2 separate regions of the Mus musculus genome follow, and region 2 is linked to region 1. The links are chromatin contacts, called in public Micro-C maps. All regions are on one chromosome and are shown on one strand. The core of a region is the stretch at or near the end of the contact, and the rest is flanking DNA. Distances in the headings are between cores, read along the strand shown.

Region 1 (5,554 bases), core at 2,281-4,780:
ATATTACTCAGTCATAAAGAAGGAAGGAAGCTCTGACATACATTGTCACACGGGTGACGCCTGACCCATGCTAAGTGGAATAAAAGTGACAAGAGGCAACCGGTGTATAGTATCTGAGAAAAGACAGAGACAGAAAGCACATTAGGAGTTCCCTAGAGGTTAAAAGACTGGAGTCAGAGCATACAGGGCTTCCAAGGGCCACGAGCATGTTCTAAAGTTGACTGTGCAACACTAAATGCATTGAAAACCATGGTGTTCCATGCTGTAAGCAAGTGGTTTGAAGAGCATACAGGTGATTTCTCAGTAAAGGTCTTTTTCACTGGATCATTTCCTGTGAGTTTCCTCACTGGGGTTGCCTTCCACTGGCCATGCTGCACTTATCATAATTACTCTAAGTGTGAAGATCTGAAGGCGTCTATTACGGAGTCCTCATGAGGAACCCAGAAGCCATGGTCTGAAGCTGACACCCCAGGACTCAGTCCACAGCAGAAGAATGAATTGTGAGCTGAGAAATTCTGACCCTTGTTTTCCTAGAGTGCCTGTCAGTGGGGCCTGCAGTTTACAACCAAACACGCATTTCAAGGAAAGCCACTAATAGAAACTTTCAACAAAGGCTCTGGGTGCTTTGTCTTCATCAACTTGACAGGAGCTAGAGAGCCAGGGAAGAGGGAGCCTCAGCTGAGACACTGCCTCCTCAGAGGGCATGCCTATCTGGTATCTTATTAATGATGGAGGTAGGAAGGCCCAGGGCCCACTGTAAGTGGTGCCACCCATGGGCATATGGGCCTGAGCTGAATAAGAAAGGAAGCAGAGCGAGCCATGGAGAGCAAGCCAGTGAGCAGTACTCCTCTGTGGTCTCGGCTTCATTTCCTGCCTCTAGGTTCCTGATTTGTGCTCCCGCCCTGGCTTCCCTTGCTGATGGAATGCTACCAGGAAATGTAGCTGGAAATAAACCCTTTCTTCCACAAGTGGCTTTTAGTCATGCTGTTTCTACAGCAACAGGGAAAGCAGACAAGATATGCTCAACCTGAGTGCTGGGTGCTAGGTGCTGAGTGCTAAGTGCTGGATGCTGAGTGCTGAGTGCTAAATGCTAAGCTACACAGAACTGAGGCTTTAAATTCATCTGGCTCAGGCTGCCTAAGGGGCTCTCCCCAGTTTCTGTCAGGCATAGTAGACACTTCCTCTGCACTCGAGAGTCCCTTGCCTCACTTCTCCGAGGGTGCTTCTTCACCCTTTCTTATTCTATTCTCTCCCAGCAATCTCTTCCTTCCACTTCAGAAAGTCTGAAGTTGGTGTTTCCAGGTGACAAAAAAAAAAATTTAATCAGTTATTTCCTGCTTTCATATGCTTGTCCCTTCAAGCTTTTGGAGCACATATGATTCTTTCCCCTCAAGTCATTACCCCATCGGGTCAGCGAACGGCTTTCCCCAGTATGTCTGCTGAAATGAGCGTTTGACTCTCTGACCAGCTGCATCCCTCCTTTCTCTTTATATCCTAAAACTAAACTCCCTGACTTCCCTGAGGGAATGTGCTTTGGGGTGACTTTGGAAATGATCTACAAAACCAGAGGCAAAGAAACACTGTGCCATTTACAGGTGTCAGAAAGGGACTACGGGCGCTCTCTAGCTCAAGTGATTTGGGAATCTGACTTTAGCACAGCCAGCTCTGGATCCCAAGGTCTGATGCTTCCCCAAACTGTCATCCTCTTTCTCTTTTCTATCATCTCCATATGGCTGGGTGATCATCCCAAAACACGTCGAATCCATTCCCAGTGGTAAGAAAAAAAGAAAAAGAAAAAGAAAAGAGACAGAGAAAGAGAGATGGACATAAGGATAAAGAGAGAGAAAGAGGGAGGGAGGGAGGGAGGGAGGGAGGGAGGGAGGGAGGGAGGGAGAGTCATACATCCCTAGGTTCTGGAGCAGAGACTAAAATAAGACTCTAAATTCTTTAAAGTCAATTTGATTTTGTATTGACTATTGGGGCTGCTGAGAGAGCTCAGTGGGTAAGTGCATGCTTCCACCCCACTGCTCTGATTCCTAGGACCCATGTTGTGGAAGGAAAGATAGAACTCCTTCAACCTCTATACATACACCATGGCACATTCAAATACATGCCTCCCCCTCACACATGCACACACACACAGTCTCAGAAAGTCACGCATATAGTCCATTCTCTTCCAAAACTAATCAATTTTTTAAAATATAACTTTTAGACTACAAATGAAAATGACTTAGCTGGTTCTTTCAATTGTGAAGTAAAATTAGCCCTCTGGAATAAAAGCCTTAGATGCTCAGAGGCTTCAGCAGAGTGAAAGTACGCATCCCTTAGTGAAGTACGCATCCCTTAGTGATGAGGACCAACTTCCCAAATACAGGTAGATGATTTGACAATGAGAAATGACTATTTTGGGCCACCGTAGCACTTAAAATATCAGGGTGTTAAGCAATACTAATTAAAGGAATTGATTTGGGAGGGAAAAAAAAAGAGGAAATCACTGCAAGAAAGGTCAAAGACTTAATTTAAAAAAACAAAACAAAACAAGAATGGTTTTTCTCCTAGCTCAGCTCTCCGGGTATTCACACACATTGTTTGCATCTTTGTAGCAGGAAATGGGGATAGTATTGGGGGTGTGGTAGATCCTCTGTTGATCTTCCATCATGCTAGGATATTCAGAGCTGAAGCCATTTCTAGGTGGTTGGTGATGACAGTGGCTCTTACAGCAAAGATAGTCTTTCCCACGGAACAAGGAGGCCACCAGTCTAGCTATGGAGGGGAAGGAAGATTACAAGGGGGCGGGGAGGAAAAAGGTCATATAAAGAGGAATTTTGGAAGACTCCCATGCCTCATCCTGGGACTCCTACCCCAAAGAGAGGCATCCTGTTTGTTTTCTACACCAAGTAACCAATGACCGCATACTTGGTGACTTAGCACAGCACAGCTCCATCATCTCACGGTTCTCCAGCGTGTCCTTCCTAGCCCTCAGCCCAGGATCTCTCCAGGCAGAGTCAAAGAGTCAACTGGATGCATTTCTCCTGGGGGGGGCAATGGGGGCAGAGCTCTCTTTCAAGCTCATGCTAGTTGTTAGCTAAACTCCTTTCTTTGCTGTTAGTTGCCAGCCTGGCATGCCCTTACCTTGTGGGTTACCTGCCACCCAGTGACAGTCCTTAAAGACAAAGTCCTCTCACACTGTCTCACATTTCCAGGGCTTCTGTCTTCTCTGTCCTGCCCTTGGATATGGTCTCATGCTCCCAGGTCTGGAGAGTTGAATCACACCTTCAAAATCCTTCACTGCACCACTGGTATTTAAAGGAGAGAGCGCAAGAGGCACACCTTAGAGCTTCCCTAACCCAAGAGGCATAATCTCCCTTCTCCACATGGTAAAGGTTGAGGATGCCTATTGGCTAGCCTTGCTTCGATTGGCATTCTGGGAAAGGTCACTGACCCTTGGGGGATGGCCCAGGCCTGGCCACAGCTGTAAGAGAACAGGAAGTAATGAGCATTGTTGTGTAGGTGTTTGAGGTCAGAAGAGCCCAAGGCAGTTCTTCTAATTACCCAAGGCCTCCTCATAGTGAGCAGACCAAAGCGAAATACTCAGTCATGGAGAGGTCCTGTAGGGCATGCGGCAGACTCTGTGAGATCAAAGGGCCTGGAGCAAAGCCACAGACACCACAGGGGGAGTCTGACCCGCTCCTGCCTCCTCAAGGGAACCAGGAAGGATCCAGAATTTTCTGCCAGAATCCCTTCGTTCTGAAACAAATGAAACTTACTCTCCCCCCATGACTCCTAGAAGAGTTGAGGAGGTAATCAGAAAGCTCGGGTAGAGGTCCCAGGAGACCCATGCTGACCTGAGCCTGGTTTGATTTTCCTAGAGGTAGGCACATTCCAGGGCTTTGGTTTTAAATTGGGAATATTGTGATGAGCCCATTTCTTTCTTAACTTACTTCCTTCCTTCCTTCCTTCCTTCCTTCCTTCCTTCCTCCCTTCCTCCCTTCCTTCCTTCCTTCCTTCTTTCCTTCTTTCCTCCCTTCCTTTCTGCTCCTCCTCCTCTTCTGCCTCCTTCTTTTTAGATAAGGTGTTATGATGTCCTTCAGGGTAACTATAAATTCTCTACCTTCCTTCTCATCTCTGGAGTCACAGGGCTTGCCCATGTGCACCGTCTTACTAGACTCTAAATTGAACAAAGATTTAAATGTAATTTTTGCTATTTTGTGATGTGCACACACACATACACACACACACACACATCGGTTGGGAAGACCTTCTCAGCATGGGGCAATCCTTAGGTACACTGACTGCGCTCACCTGGCTTGCATCTTGAGGACACCCGCAGTCTCCTTCCTGACTCAGCACTTTGGTCCACAGTCTCTAGCTTCATTCTCATGGCAGACAGCATTGGGATCTAGACAGGAAGGAGTAGGTGTGTCACACAGTAGGTGAGTGTAAAAACCCCATCTAAAAGCACGCCACTCAGGACACATCACAGGGCCAACCCTGGAAGCTGATCCTTCGATTCTAAGTATTTTCGACATTTGAAAACTCTTAAGAATCTAAAAATTTCCCCAGACCTATCTTTCTCCGTGCTTTATTTAATATTAATATTAGACTAAACGCCGAGTGTTCATCAATGGTGAGGACTATTCACAAAGCACCTCCTGACTAGAAGGCTGTGCTCAAGACCCCAGGCAGACCTGACCCCCTGGCTAAGCAGCAGTCTCCTGCCAGCAGGAGCTCACCTGCCTTCCGCCTAGATGACAATTGGAAAGCCAGAACAAAGAGCAGGTTGACCAAGGACGAATTTGGTGTGATGCTTCCCTCTTGTGGTCAATGTGCAGCTTCGGAGAGAAAGGAAAGATGCTCCAAAGGTCTCCCATGTCTGGGGTCCGGCACCTGTTCAGGTAAGCCACTGGGCCTGGGACTAGGTGGACTCAACCAGCTCCCACCACCCCTGGCCACCCAAGGTCACAGATCTCACAGGAAGAATCCTGTTTCCTCATCTTCAGCTCTCCTGCAGGTAAGGCAGGAAGAGAACAGGCTCCTGAGAAGTCCAGGTGTTCAAAGAGGCCCACAGAACGCAGTCTTGATGGCAATTTAGCATCGCTCCTGGGCTAACTCTGTAGGACAAAGTAGTGCTTGTCTGTCAAGTGATGCTGAGGCTGTCAACTGGCCATAAGCCATGGCTGATGACCACAGAGAGCAGCTGGTGGTGTGGCACTCTCAGATCTCCCCCTCATAATTCTTATTCTGTATGTGGTGCAATGGTGTGTGTGTGTGTGTGTGTGTGTGTGTGTGTGTGTGCGCATGCGCGCATATTGAGTAAAAGCAATTTTAGGGAACTATATTTTTATTTATCTTGATACACAAAGCTTTAGCCTAGGAGGCTAAGAGTATGTAGCTCAAAGGTAGAGAACATATTTAACATGCACAAGGCTCCAGGTCCAGTCTCCAGCACCAAATGCAAATATGATTGATTGAGAGAGCCCCTTCCTGTTTTCTCAATATATCCAAGTTCTTCATGTTCAATGCCTCTGGAAACTGACAGGCCACAAGCTCACAG
Region 2 (5,554 bases), core at 1,201-3,700, 380 kb before region 1:
GGTGGTGCATGTCTTTTATCCCAGTGCTCAGGAGGCAAAGGCAGACAGATCTCAGAGTGTGAGGCTAGCCAGGGCTATACAGAAGAAAAAAAAATCTGTTTCAAAGAAGCCAACAAACAAACATACAAACAAACAAAAAAACCTGAAGTTAAAATAAAACAAACAAAAATCGTGGACCAGAACCACATTAGCCTTCTCCAGCTGGCCCTGGCTCACTCTTAGCTAAAACTAGGTGTGGCTCCAGGGGTGGCTTAAATTGTGTCATTAAAAACAATTGGAAAAACAACAAACAAAACAAAACAAAAACAAAAACAAAAACAAAACACCCTGAATTCCTCACTGTCCGAAGCAGCCAGTGCTGAAGTGTTGAAAGAGGCCTTTTAACTCTGAGCTGAAGGATCTAGAAGCTCATGCTGACTCCACAGAAGTGGGAGCCCAAGACACTTGTGCCCCAGGGTGACCAACTAAGTCTCACACTGCCTGAGTCATCTGACTTTATTCCCAAACCTGTCCAGGATGCATACAGATAGTATATTATGGATCAGTTACATGTATGAAGTATTTGCTGTACACACACACACACACACACACACACACACACGTAAGGGGTGCCTCACTGGGGGAGATCTACTGTTGGATTTAATGTGGGTGAAACGTTTAGATTAGATTAAGATTAGAGGGGGCCTCCAATTTGCAGCCTGTATTCAGCACGCCTGAGGAGAACTTCTTGGGAGGAAACCGAATTACAATCCACAGAGCTTGCATTTGGTGTACGGAGCATGCACAGCAAGGACGGCTGCTCAGAACACCTCTGAGAACTCCTCTGAAACTCAAAAGCAACCAAATCTCAAAGAAAAGAATTTGGCTCCCTACTGAAGATACAGTATGTTGTGTGGCATTTTTTTTCTTTATAAACAAAACAAAACAAAGGTAATACCTGTGTTTGTTACAATGTAGCAATTAACAAAACAGAGGCCCGGCCAGGAATCCTCCTGGCTGGCTGAGCCAGTCTCTGGCCAGCCCCTGCAGTAGTGGTTGGCTCCTGTTTGTTAGCTTTGACTCCCAGGGCCTTATTCTTTTAAAAAAAAAAAAAAAAAAAAAAAAAAAAAAAAAAGAAAAAAAAAATCCCTGCAACGCCTGGAGTTCTAGATGGGGTTAAAAGTGAGGAAGTCATTTTAAAGTCTTTCCTTCTTTGTAGGTAAATATAAGGAACCAGATAAAGAAATGGTTGGGAAGGAAACCTACGAAGTCTAGTTTTGGAGAAGTAGGCCAGGAGAAGACAGAGCCTCTAGACCTTGTAGCTCAAATGTTCCTCAGTTTCTGTGCTTAGTTACATTTATAGTAAAAAGAAAGTCTGACGGCCGGAGTGTCACTTTGTTTTTGACAGACTTTTACAGCCTAGCCCCATAGGAATAGAGTGGGTAAGAACCAAGATGAAAGAATCCTGGTAATTACCTACAACACCCTGGAGTCCTTACAAAGAGGATACTGGGAATAGAACTAAGCTGGGGACAGTAAGGAAGGGCTCAGTGAATGTCACATGGGCCCTCAAGCCAATCCTAGGGATAGGGAGACTCTGGGTCACCCGCACACTAAGGGAAGCCAGGTCACAGAGGTCACTGTCTGTCTGCACGCTGCTCTGCAGAAGCCAATGCCTTCAGCAAGAATCTATCACATAACTAAAAGACGGTGCTGGTGGGCAACCCAGAGCCCTGCACAGAAGACAGATAACATGAATGAAATAGAGAGAGGGGGAGGGAAGGAGCAATGTGTTCCATCAAAGAGGGGAGCAGCTATTGGGCTTCCCAGAAGGACCAAGAAAGGTTCCAGGGGAAGCAACCATGATACCCAAGTCTGGGGAATCTACACAGATGTTTGAGGAAGAGAGCATCTTCAAAGTAGATGGTGTCAGGGAATCAGGGTAAGCTACGCCTATGAGGGGCTGGGCCTGCAGTGAGTGCTCAGCCTCCAGGACAGTCAGCACCAGTCTCTGTAGAGTCAAGTTTCTTAGAGTCCAGGAATGCAGATGGTGCCCAATAAACAAGTAGGCGTAGGGAATGAGAAGGTGTGTCTAAGAGATGGGCCAGTAACCGAGAACACCATCCTACACCACACCACAGCGGGTATGTTTGCTACATGTAGTGTCAAAGACCGTCATCCTTTCCTGTTGTTTTATATATTGTACACTAAAAGGAAAAAAAAAATCAAATGTACTTAGGGTAGCATGTGCTTTGAAATAAATCAAATCACTTTATGCTCAAACTACTAAGACTACCTGCCTTTCAAAGTATCTTCCTGGTCAGTTGTGACCACACTCACACACAGACACAAGACTCTGAGGTCTCCAAAGAGCTTTCTGGGTCATATTTAAATCAGTAGTACAAAGATAACAGTACTGACGGAATTCATCACCAAGGTCATAGAGGTGTAGACAATAAACAAACTCTCCTGTCTCCTAGGCCACAGGCCCCAGGAAACAACCCCTTGTCTAATGCAAATTTCTGTCTAGCGTTCAGAGACGTGATACGTTTTGAGTTGGTGCGGAGTCTGTTGGATTTATGAGCCAACTTGATGTTTCAAGCACTAGCAATGCAGCCGCTTAAGTCAGTTTCAAAACTCCCAAAACAAAGGACAAGGTATCTTTGCAGGGTGTTTTTAAAAGCAGCTCCTGCAGAGAGGTATCTGTCAAGATTGGCTTAAAAGCGAGCTAGCTGGCAGAAGAGAGGAGGAGAAAGTAAACCTAATAAAGTGGGCATGCCTGCAATTGCTACAACAGGTGTGAGCTGGGTCTCCGAGGACCAGCAGGAACTCAGCCCCGCTATTTAACTTAGGGAGTGCTGAGGGCTAAGAGCACACCCGCCTACCACACACCCAGCTGGAGGAGGGACGCTCCCAGCCAGAGACCAATGAAGCCAGTGCTGGCAAAAGGGCTATCCATCCTTGGCTCTTCACCTTAGGAACATTAAGAAGCCATCCTCACTGGAAACTGGGCATGGAGTGTTTGGGTGCCTTTTTTTTTTTTTTTTTTTAACAAGGGCTCAACTTAGTTGGCCCAACTGTGGGCTAACAGTTGTGAGTCTCAGGCTCAGCTAAGCTAGGATATCTGACAGATTGAGTGTATTAATTAAATACATTTATAACTTCTAAGTTTTTTTTTTAAATCAACATTCCTACTATTGTAACGTAAGGAATATCTGCATTAAAGTGAACTGATTAAAGTGAAAAGGGATGGAGTGTCAGCAGAGATCAGAAAGGGGTTCCGGGAGTTCAGAGTTCAAGTTGAACAAAGTGTACGGCCAGGCTGCGGGTGGGATGAGAGAGAGCGCAAGTACAACCCCCCCCCCCCCAGAAAAAGAGCAGCGAGCTGGGGGTTAGTTAGGGTGGGGAGACCAGCCCAGGACCTGCTTTTCCACAGGAGGGAGTCTGCCCTGAGAAAATGAGACTAGAACAAAGTCAGTTGAGAAACAAGGAAGAGCAAGATGGCTGGAGGACCGTATTTCTAAGTGCTTAAGGGGACTCCAGGCAAGCTGGCCCTGGACAGTGAGGAGACAAGATGACACTCGTGTCAGAGGCCTCTGTGATGGAACATTGTGGATGTCAAGTGATTAGAAGAAAAATAGACTTAGGGATATTTGGATCCGTCTAGTCCAAAGTGGTGGTACCTGGAGTGTCTGTGAAATTACTGGGGTTGGGGCTTGGGGTAGATTACAAAGACCAGAGCTATAGACGGCAAGGCCCAAGGTCCCTGAAGGAGGAAGGGGATTGAAGAGCTCCGACAAGCTAGAAGTAGCTCGGGGAATGCTGCATGTGGCCTAGTGGTACAGGAGCCCATACTGGCTCAAGGACACCCAAGTTAGGGTAAGACACACATTAAGCCGCTCATATTTTGGAACGAGTCCTTTGAGGAAAATTTAGCTGTAGCACAAAGTTGACGGAGGCTCTCCGCTGGGACCGACCGAGAGAGGAGTCCAAAGGGAGAAATACCGGTGGAGTGAGGCCTGGCGGATTTGGCCAGGTTTCACAAAAGTAACAGGGGCAGCCTGCAGTCGCATTGCCTAAGAGGCTGGGGTGAGGGCAATCTCAGGGGTCTTGGAAGAAGCGTAGTCCTCCAGCGCCAGAGAAGGAAGCCCCAAGCAAACAGGGGTGCCCAAGCAAGCCAGGGGTGGGAGGCTACCTTCTCCATCCCCTCCTACCCAACTGCTCTGCTGCATGTGAACCCTTCCTGCCTCTGCCTCGCTTCGGCAGTTTCTGCCCTAACCACTGGGCAGGCCCGGGGCTAGAAAATCACCTCCCCAGATCACCTTTCCTGTAGCCTGCGCTTCTGCTTCTCAGCTTTGGGGGTTTGATTGTTACTACTGTTTTAATCTTATCAGTAAAATTTTGCTATGTTGTTCAGGCTGGTCTCCAATGCCTGAGCTGAGGTGATCTCCCATCTCTGTCTCTGGAGGGCCACCAGCTGCGGGCCCAGCTGCACCCAGCTCCTGGCTTTTGTACCCCACCCCACCTCCAACCCCTCGCCAATCTCACTCTGCTGTTAAGAACAACTCGATTCTCCAATTCTCTGAGCTCTCATCTTAGTGGGGTGTGCTCTAACCCCACCCCAAAATCTTAAACACTATCTATCTGGTGGCAAAGAAGACGCCCCAGGCTGCCTGTGCCTTTTGAAAAGCATACCCAAGATCAAAGAGATGTCATGTTCTGCCGCTGCTAAGGGACTGAAAAGGACTCTGAGGGCTTTACACACCAGCTTTCAAGCAGAGCTACGCGCTGATTGAGGGACAGGGTGAAAATGTGAAATGCTTGGTTCGACTATGATTTAATAGTTGTACATTTTAAATAAAACCCATAACGACCTGCGTTTGTTTTCAAGCAACTAGCAAAGGAAGGGCTGCCCCAGGTGGAGACAGATACACAGACGGTCTGAATTCTACTGACAGAAGTCTCTTCACCCAAGAATTAAAGTCCAAAAGTCTCAAGAGCTATGCCAGTCCAGGACCTGCTGATGGTGTAGCCCAGTGGTTAGAGTCCATCTCAGCCACCAAAGGCCCTGCCTTCAACTCCGGAGCACTTCCTATACTGCGGTGGGGCCCCTGGGCCTGCAATCCCAGCCCCTCCAGGAGTCTCAGGAGTTCAAGGTCATCCCTGACATCCATCAACTCCTGGCCCAGCTGGGCTAGCTGAGACCTGTCTCTAAGCTTCTTCTACCACTACAGGAAACTTAGGTGATGGCTCTAGGGTGTCTGCTTAAAATTCCAGAGCTAGCAAGTCTGCCCAGCAGATAAGGCATTTTCTGGAAAGCCTGATCTGAATTCAATTCTGGGATCCACAAGAGAGAAGGAAAGAACCGACTCCTTAAAGTTAGCGTGTGACCTCCATGCACGTGTGTCATGGCATACACATGCCCTTACACATACACACAAAGTAAAAATAGATAAAACTTAAAGATAATTAGGATATAATATAAACATTATTTTGAAAAACCCGGGACCCAGAATCAAATACTTAGAACACAAGGGGTAAAGATAAAGGGTTCTCCTTAAAGATTTGGGGCTGG

What was found. A called contact is a pair of places that touch in the nucleus more often than the background predicts.
Region 2: a contact with region 1 is called in a Micro-C map of trophoblast stem cells, with 2.7 times the contacts expected there. The contact joins two enhancer-like sites. A contact is called at or near these places in 2 of 484 Hi-C or Micro-C datasets (palatal mesenchyme and trophoblast stem cells), 6 of 115 datasets of contacts at active chromatin or transcription factors (the HPC-7 cell line, VIP interneurons, embryonic basal ganglia and 2 more) and 1 of 9 other capture datasets (embryonic stem cells).

Annotation. Positions count from the first base shown.
Region 1 is chr5:75,213,962-75,219,515 of GRCm38.p6, reverse strand. No RefSeq gene overlaps it. Among named protein-coding and RNA genes, the nearest start is that of Mir7025, 40 kb to the right of the region's middle. Within about 2 kb of position 3,530, at least 7 of the 459 cell types and tissues checked have an H3K27ac peak or open chromatin away from gene starts, as enhancers often do. A contact at or near this core is called in trophoblast stem cells, where this site is marked.
Region 2 is chr5:75,597,102-75,602,655 of GRCm38.p6, reverse strand. The region is part of intron 1 of Kit (KIT proto-oncogene receptor tyrosine kinase); the gene reads right to left. Among named protein-coding and RNA genes, the nearest start is that of Kit, 25 kb to the right of the region's middle. Within about 2 kb of position 2,450, at least 18 of the 459 cell types and tissues checked have an H3K27ac peak or open chromatin away from gene starts, as enhancers often do. A contact at or near this core is called in trophoblast stem cells, where this site is marked.